Regions from separate parts of the Mus musculus genome. Here regions 1 and 3 are each linked to region 2. A link is a contact called in public HiCAR-type and HiChIP or PLAC-seq data. All regions are on one chromosome and are shown on one strand. The core of a region is the stretch at or near the end of the contact, and the rest is flanking DNA. Distances in the headings are between cores, read along the strand shown.

Region 1 (2,700 bases), core at 153-2,652, 160 kb after region 2:
ACTTGTCTGTGTGTGCGTGTGTGGGTGGAGGCCAGAGTTTGACATCAAGCAACCTCTTCTATGAGTCTACTGAGGTACGATCTCTCTCTAAATCCAGAAGTTACCAATTAGGGTTGTCTACCTAAGCAGAGCCCGCCCCAGGCGCTGTCTGCTTTGCTAATGCTGGCGTTGCAGGCAGGTTGCCCAGCTTTTATGTAGGTGCTGGAGTTCTGGATGCTGGTGCTTCAGCTTGTGTGGGAAAGTCTTTATCAAATGAGCCATCTCCCCAGCACCAGGTTCATCCCGAAGTCTCACAAGCCAAAGACAGAGGGATAAAAAGAGCAGGAGGAAGAGTCACCCATAAGGCCTTCCCAAAGCTGTGGATTAGCTTCAGGTGAGTCAAATGGTTTCCTGAGACTGGGGCTGCCCACTTTCAAAGGCCACCACTGTGCTTAGTGAGGCTTACTCACCCGACTAAGGGCTGCAGGAGGCATCAAAGGCCCCTGTGGGGGACAGCTGGAGTATCTGAACAGCACTGTTCTGCCGGGGCTCCTGAGTAAAAACCGAAGATATTAACACGCATCTTCATCAACCCAGCCTTGAATGTTCTAGATTCTTTTCCCTTTAAGGTTTCTGTGTTCAACTACAGTCCCAGGCTTTCTTTTATAGAGCACATTTCTCCACCATTGTTCTGCACTGTATAGCCTTGAGCAACCGTGATTAGCATGATTTCTAATGCAGAAATTAAATATGCTGTAAACTCTAATTATCATCATGCTGGGCTTACAGCTTTGTTCCTAGGTAAGGCATTAGCAAAGATGTAAAGCTACCATGGCTCTCAACAGCTTTTTGTTTTACGCTGGTTCCAGTTTTGAGTAGGGAAGGAGGAAGAGAGAGAGAGAAAAAAAAAAAAACAAACTTTCTTTTTCCATCTGACCACAAGTGCTTTTTATAGATTTTTCTTTTCTACACTCAGCTCTGAAGAATGCACTAGAGTTGAACAAATTCAAAGCCATGTCAGATGCACGTTGTGTAACCATTGGCTCTCTGGGGTATCGCCAGCAATGGGACGGTCTGGGGATGTACAAAGTCAGAATGGACGTTTATAGCATAAGACTTTATTAACAGCAACTTAGCTCAATTTGGCTTAAAAAAAAAAGAGAGAATGCTTCAGAAATTAATTTTATCACAAAGAACATCGAGCTCTGAGAACAATCTAGCTATATAAGCATGGAACCAAAGTTCAAAGAAATGTGCCTCAAAATAAGTACTCTCAGAGCTGGAGCTGACAGAGAAGAGTGAGTTGATGTCAGCCACGGTGGTGCCAGGCTTGGCTGGCTGCGACATCCTCCGGTAGAGCTAAGGCCTTTCTGGGGCTATACCCGGCACTGTGTGAGCTCAGGCCAGAGGGCCTTCCCAGCCTTCCCATGGCGGCTGTTCCCTCTCTGAACGGTAAGGCTCAGCACGCATTTTAGCTGTGATGACTCTCAGCACCTCAAGTGGACCCGCTGACTTGGCTGCATTTCAGTTTCCTTCCCATTTGGAGAAACAGGCCTTAAGTTTGTTTGGAAAAGAAAATGCTATAAACACCCTTGTTTATTTTGGAAACGTTTAAGAACTATTCAAAAACAGAAGGGAAGTGATCTAGTTTTGGAAGAGGGGCACGTCACATTGTAGCTAGATGCACACCAGGCTGGAGAAAGATGAAAAGACAGAGAAACTCACCGGCTGGCTGGGGATTAAAAACCTGAAGCCCCAGCCCACATCACCTTCCCACCTGAGATAGTCCCCTTTCTATCTGTAGCACCAGGTCAAAGGATTGGAATATAGCCTGGTTGGGGGTGAGGGGCACACCCCTATAACGTAAGCATTCACCATGCTGGAGATATAAGGTGGAGAGAACAAGGCCAGCCTGGCTACATGATAGGTTCAGTGTCAGCCTGTGCTATATATTGAGTTCAAGGCCAGCCTAGGCTCTATAGCAAGACTTTGTCTTTAAAAAGAGGGGTGTGGGGAGCAGGGGTGGGGTACCAGAGGCTCTCATTTCTTGGAGAGCCAATAGATGCCTCAGAGCACAAATAAAACCACATGAGGACAGGGTGACTGTATTTCAAAGACTAATGGCTTTAATCCTACAAATAAGCTCAACCTCTCCAAGACATTCTGAATTCTGCCAACTTTCGTTGTCAGTCTGCCTAAGTGCAGATCAGTCTCTCAACACTTAAGAAGAGTCTGCTCAGAATAAGCATGGATCAGAGAGGGAAATACAGTGCGACAAAGAAGAGCCCTGATAACTCTCTGGTCAACCACGAAAGTACATCTTCCTCTCCAGATGCCATGAATGATCCCTCCTTGAAAGCACCCGAGTGCAGACAGGTCCTGACCAATGGCCAACAGGGACACAGTCTCCCTCTGTGGTTATGCTGAAACACAAACAAATGGCTCCCCATTTGAGAGGCTTCAAACCCCTTCCGTTGTCACCTTACAGCTTTGGATGTCAGATGTCTGAAATGAGCCCCACTGGACTAAAATCAAAGGGACAGCCAAGCTTGGCTCCTTCCGGAAGCTCTAAGGGAGAACTCATTTCCTCGCCTTCCCCAGACTCTAGAAACTATTCCTATTCCTTGGCTTGTGGCCTTCTGCTTCGTCTTCAAAGCCAGCAATGGCAACAAAGACTGACTTACCTAGGATCTTCCTGACAACAGTTCTTCTTTCACCTTC
Region 2 (2,768 bases), core at 161-2,660:
CAATCCTGTGGACTCACCATTGCAGCCGGGACTGTGAGGAAAAAGTCAAAGGAAGCTTATTAAATGCCCACCCAGACCTGGAAGGTGATGGGGTATGTTGGGGGGGGGGCAAAGATCAAGCAGAAGTAGCCCTTGCATGCCTGTCTACAAGGGTCCCAGAGATAAATGTAGCACTAGCTTTCCCAAGCAGCAGACATGAGTTTTTCCGTCTCCAGGGAAACAACGCAAACAGTGATTACCTGACAAGCATAGGCTCAGCTATCTCCTGGTTTAGATTCCCCTGGGGTCTTATCTTTCCATGCAGGAGACTGTCTGGGTTGGAGACATCTTAAAGCCTCAGTCCCTGAGCTTGGTCAACCTCCCTGCTCCCCAGAGCAGAACAAACCTGTCTTCCTTGTTTCATGATGGTGGGGTTGGCAGCGGTGTGGCGCTGGTTGGAGCTGACAAATCCACTGGTGCCCAGGAGACCAAGGCGGGCGGAAGGGACATTCCGAGATGCGATCTGGTACTGTCGTGGGTTCCGTCTGCCCATGCCGCTGCCCACAGAGCTGGCTGTTGGGAGGGAGTTGGACTGCCCAAAGCCACGACTGTGAGAGCAAAGAGAAGAGATCCAGAGGTTCTGGCTCCAGCCCTACATAGCCCAGGCTGCCAGTGGGGTCTCTTGGGGACTGACAAGAGGTTTGGGGGTGCCAATAATAGGCTATGAATCAAACTGTACCTAGTATCTAAAAGCAACAGCACATGCTAAATGTTGGCGCATGCACACTACTCTTAACCCACAAGACAGCCCTATGAAGTAGGCTTCCTAATCTTCACTGCTAGAAAAACTCAGAAAGCTTGAGGATTTTGCTATCGACACACAACCAGCAGGGGGCAGCACTCAAATATGAACCCAAAAGGGGAGCTCAAAGAGTCCCCTGCCTTCTATTCTTGTCTAGTCCAACCTGTGGGTCTGTGCATGAGGCCATGGTGCCTTTCAAGAAGCCACAAAGCAAAATAGTAGGGTCAGTATCTGGATCTGATTCCGTTCTGGTGCGCCTTCCATGATGGCGTGGTTCATTGCTGATCAGGTTGTCTGTAAGCAGTCTTAGATGGAGGACCCGATTGAAATATAAGCTCTGTTAGAAAGGACTGTATGTGTCTTCTTCAGCCCCTTATGTCCCAGGCCCGAGGCACGGAGTCAGAATTTTGCAGAGTAAATGCTGTTTGATATTTCTCCAACTGGGAGGTCACTGCGGTGTGTGGATGACTCCATACACACCTAGGATAGTCCAGTCTCTTCGTTCCCCAGGTCTTTCCTGCAGGGCGGCCCTCACCAGGGCTGGCAAGGCTCCGCTTTTCGGGTCCACGCAGGAGGCTGCTCCCAGCGGGGTCGGATGAGCTCAGCGGAGAAGCCTCCACCAGCCCCGGGCTTCTGGAACCGGACACATTCTTTCCAAGGGAGTCAGGCAGCTTTAGTTATTCAGGAGGGTGAAGGAGGTCTGCGTGGCGGGCAACGGCCACTAGATGGAGCAGAGTCGCTTGGTTGCTAAACTGGGGAGTTTTCGCCAAGCTTACCAGAAGACCCTGCAGATGAGCTGATTTAGCTTAGCCAGTGGAGGTCCAGGGGGCCATTCACAGCAGGTACTTCCTGCGCCAGAGATGGTTGTGTGTGAGTGCGGGGCGGGGGGAGGGGAGGTGGCGTCTGAGGTGGCAATGCAAAAGTTCCCGAGTTCCTAAATGTCTTAGGGAGAGAAGGTTCCAGGCTTTTGAGGCCAAGAAGGGTGTTGTAGAACCCATTCAGAAGAAGAGGTTCTTCTCTTGGGTTCTTGGTCTCTCTGTTTATCTTATCTTCCCTTTCCTCATTGAAAACTGAAAATTAGCGTGAGGCCATTCCATGCAATCAGAGACCCCAGGGAGGTAACTTGTAAAAGTGGCAGCAAGTGTGGGGGGGGAATGGGGGGGGATTTCCGCTTTCAGCTGTTAAGAACAGGTCCTCTGGCTTCTGAAGTCAGAATTTGGGCCACCTGGCAGATAGATGATCAGTATCTGCTAAGACTCCCCCCACCCCTTACTTGGTGTGAATAGATTTTTCTCACTTCCCTCTTTGGCTGGATTTTTAGAAGGCTATTTCTATATGCAAAACAGTAGTGGATGAGTGTTGCCTTAAAATGATCTGTTCTTCCACGAAAGCAACACTGTAGCTTGTAAAAAAATTTTTTTTTGAGACAGGGTCTAACTATGTAACACAAGCTAGCCTCAAACTGCCTTCCCGCCTCAACCACCCAAGTGCTGGGACTACTCAAGAAAATCAGACCTGGATCAAGACTGTATTTTCTAGCCACATCAAGGCCAGAAGGCTCTGTTAGGGCAGTCGGTGAAGAAAAGGAGAACCCTGACATTCCCAAGAGTTAGGACTCAGCTGTTTGGGAGAAGGAGTAAAGCCCAGAGTATTCCGGGGTCTGGGAGGTGGTGGTGGTGGTGGTGGTGGTGGTGGTGGTGGTTACAGTATAGCGGAGGCAGAATTTTGAGAGGCCTTCTTCTTCCTGATGGTGGAGTCTAGCTGTGGTGTCCTCAAAAGGTTATTTTTACAAAGCCAGGTTTTTCTAGAGTTGCTGCCGCTGACAGTGGGATTGAACTCTGAGGTCAGTTAGGACCACTCAGCTTAAGGAAATAATTATGTTTCCCAAGAAAGAACAAATGCCAAATTAAAGTCCCACTCTTGGCCCCTCCTCCATCCTGCCTCCTACCCCCGAGCTTGTCTGCCTCACCTTCTCTGCTTTTCTGAG
Region 3 (2,700 bases), core at 198-2,697, 180 kb after region 2:
CTTTAAAAGATTTTTTTATTACAGCATTGTTAAAAATATAAAGAGGTAAATAAGCTGGAGGTCCAAGTCTACGGGTTTTGATTTAGTGAAAGTGGCCCTGTCATAAAACAGAATGCTACATGGTCATTTAAAATGTTATAGTTACAGAATTTACATCAGTCGTTAAAATACTAGACCTGTATGAGAGTCAAGGATAGTTTTGATCTAGTCTTCTCTAAACAATACATGTATATTCTATGCAGTATGTTCCCATGATCAGAGTATTGTGGACTTGACGGAAAGAGAAAAGATGTTTTACAACCTGAAGAACTATGCTGTTATCTCTTTTGTCAAATTTCTGCAGTAGAAATACAGTTCTTCCTCTAAGAATGTGGTTGTTAAAAACGAAACAAAATGAAACACCTTTCTACCCAGTTCTCTAGGATCTGATTTGTAACACTGATAAGACTGCTCCGTGTAGGAGACAGTGTAGCTAATACGTGTATCTTCTCTTAAACAGCTCCTGTGAACACATAAGCACACAGTAACAATTCTGAAAGAGGCCATGGATTTGAAGGAGAGTTAGGAGGGATCTGGTGCCAGCCTAGACCAGTGGTTCTCCACCTTCCTTTAAATCAGTTCCTCGTGTTGTGGTGACCCCCAACCATAAAATCATTTCATTGCTACTTTTATGACTGTAATTTTGCTACAGTTTAAAATCATAATACAAATATCTATGCTTTCCAATAGTCTTAGGTGACCCCTGTGAAGGAGTCTCAACCCACAGGTTGAGAACCACAGGTTTAGCGGGAGGAAAGGGAAGGGAGAAATGTAATTATAATCTCAATTTAAAAACAAAACAAAACATGGAAACAAGAGAACTATCTCACATGCCAAAACTCACTCGATCCATTTAACACTTAAAGTTCTTTATGCTATATTCATATTTAGTGTAAACCTAGAGCAGAACATTCTTTTCTAAATCAGAAAACATGGTAGTTGTGTGGCCAAGCAATTGGGTAGAGAGCATAATGGAAAGACCTTTTATTCCAAATCATTAAATTATGCCCAAGTTAAATAGTAGCCCTTACTGGTTGCCCAGTTCAGTCTCTCATGTCCCACTTTGTGCGCCTACTACAGGTAAAGCGTTCTGAAGATGCTTAACTCAACAGTGCCCCCTTCAACGCCACAGGTCTGAGATCTGAGATTAAAGGAAATTTCAATTCAAAGGGTTAATCAGAACAGTTGCTTAAACCTACAGCTCGGAAGAGAGTCGGCCCCTCTGTCTACTCCTGAAGACCCCGGTATTTTCCCCTCAGCTGTCACAAATGGTTGGAAAAGCTTTCTTTCCCACCATGACATGCATATGACATCACATTGTGGACCCGGAACTCAACACTGGAACACAACTTGCCAAAAGTGATGTCAGTCTAGTACATAATCGCAGTCCAATTGTAAAGTCAGGCAGCGTTTCATCTGATCAGCTTTTGGCGGAAGCAGGCCGACTGGAGCCACCTGTTACCGTATCTAGAACCAAGCCTCTCTTAGCAGCTCAACAACAAAATGCTATAAATATTCATTCCTAATGAAACTGCTCAAAGGTCACTTTTAAGGAGGAAGGGCTTTCAGTGGGACTGCTGATAACAAGCTGGCTATTTTTAGAGACTATACAGTCGAAAAGGCACTGTTATTGAAAACGGCATACTATACTACTGCAGTATACCATAGCAGTATACCATAGCAGTATACTATAGCAGTATACTATTGCTATACTGGTGGTAGAAATTAATCAAAAGCATCATGGCTAGCTATAGGATCCTTGAAACCTTTACATTTGATATGATGTGTAATATAACTGTGAAAACCAAAGCCATTTAAATTCTGCAAAAGACTCGCCTGAACAGGGGCACACCTTTTCAAAAGGTTTCTTGAAGTGTGAGTGTTACAAATACCCTCTTTAACCTCCTGTAAAAACAGCCTCGCTTTTCAACAGCTGTCAAAATAGATTCCAGTATCCATTTTACTCCAGAGTGTTGGGAGAAGATCTTAAAATTGCCAAGGAGTGTCAGGATGTGGGTGACTCCCTTTAAAATATTCTTCCAGCTACAGAGAGGTGGAAAAAGCACAGATCCATGACCCATCAAAGGGAAGACAAAGTGATCATGCCTAGTTACACAGCCTGGCCCTGTGTTCAGACCAGGTCAGGTATGTCCTTTATTGCAGACGTGTACCTCTGGGCCACCCACACCTAGGGACTTGGGGCAGTGCTATTCAGGGATGGAGTTGCCAGATTCAATAATGGAGTTACAGGCATTCCAGCTAACTTCACTTCACAGATGCACAATGAGTAATGTCTTTTGGTTTGAGTAGAATTATACCCTGATATTCATGGTGCATCTGCAGTTCAAGGTTGGCCAGGGTCCTGCCATTTCTCTGGCGATCACACAGAACAACACTGAGGCATACAAGCTCTGCCTCCCAGACCCAGTGCTCTGGCCATAGAAGCTCTGAGAGGCTAGCTAAATGCTTAATGTAACAACAGTTTAGTTTTCTCCTTTAAAAAATCCTTTCAAACTGTACAAAAGTTAACTCTGTAGTACAACTGACTCTACCTTTCCGGAAATTATCAATCCTCAGTCTTTGTCGCTTTACACTGGAGATACAGACTTCAGTCTGCAACCACTATGACGTCATTTCCTAACATGACCAAGGGGCTCCAAC

The links. HiCAR-type assays count read pairs that join an accessible place to other places. HiChIP or PLAC-seq counts read pairs in DNA pulled down with a chosen protein or histone mark.
Region 1: a HiCAR-type map of fibro-adipogenic progenitors shows a contact between it and region 2, with 4 times the contacts expected there. The contact joins two enhancer-like sites. A contact is called at or near these places in 1 of 15 datasets of contacts at CTCF or cohesin (large pre-B cells), 3 of 484 Hi-C or Micro-C datasets (the HPC-7 cell line, embryonic fibroblasts and nephron progenitors), 6 of 115 datasets of contacts at active chromatin or transcription factors (craniofacial prominence, embryonic forebrain, extraembryonic endoderm stem cells and 3 more) and 2 of 9 other capture datasets (adipose tissue and bone marrow-derived macrophages).
Region 3: an H3K27ac HiChIP or PLAC-seq map of heart atrium shows a contact between it and region 2, with 5 times the contacts expected there. The contact joins two enhancer-like sites. A contact is called at or near these places in 2 of 15 datasets of contacts at CTCF or cohesin (the NIH/3T3 cell line and hippocampal excitatory neurons), 13 of 484 Hi-C or Micro-C datasets (the G1E-ER4 cell line, adipose-derived mesenchymal stem cells, bone marrow-derived macrophages and 6 more), 11 of 115 datasets of contacts at active chromatin or transcription factors (craniofacial prominence, embryonic basal ganglia, embryonic forebrain and 8 more) and 4 of 9 other capture datasets (adipose tissue, bone marrow-derived macrophages, liver and 1 more).

What each region holds. Positions count from the first base shown.
Region 1 is chr14:46,922,878-46,925,577 of GRCm38.p6, reverse strand. All of the region lies in intron 2 of Samd4 (sterile alpha motif domain containing 4), which reads right to left. Among named protein-coding and RNA genes, the nearest start is that of Gm52120, 20 kb to the left of the region's middle. Within about 2 kb of position 1,402, at least 69 of the 459 cell types and tissues checked have an H3K27ac peak or open chromatin away from gene starts, as enhancers often do. A contact at or near this core is called in adipose tissue, embryonic fibroblasts and fibro-adipogenic progenitors, where this site is marked.
Region 2 is chr14:47,085,578-47,088,345 of GRCm38.p6, reverse strand. It overlaps Samd4 (sterile alpha motif domain containing 4), which reads right to left. Exons shown (of 13, transcript NM_001037221.2): 10 at 386-587. Among named protein-coding and RNA genes, the nearest start is that of Gm10371, 29 kb to the left of the region's middle. Within about 2 kb of position 1,410, at least 146 of the 459 cell types and tissues checked have an H3K27ac peak or open chromatin away from gene starts, as enhancers often do. A contact at or near this core is called in adipose tissue, embryonic fibroblasts, fibro-adipogenic progenitors and 1 more, where this site is marked.
Region 3 is chr14:46,901,673-46,904,372 of GRCm38.p6, reverse strand. The region is part of intron 2 of Samd4 (sterile alpha motif domain containing 4); the gene reads right to left. Among named protein-coding and RNA genes, the nearest start is that of Samd4, 20 kb to the right of the region's middle. Within about 2 kb of position 1,447, at least 11 of the 459 cell types and tissues checked have an H3K27ac peak or open chromatin away from gene starts, as enhancers often do. A contact at or near this core is called in heart atrium, where this site is marked.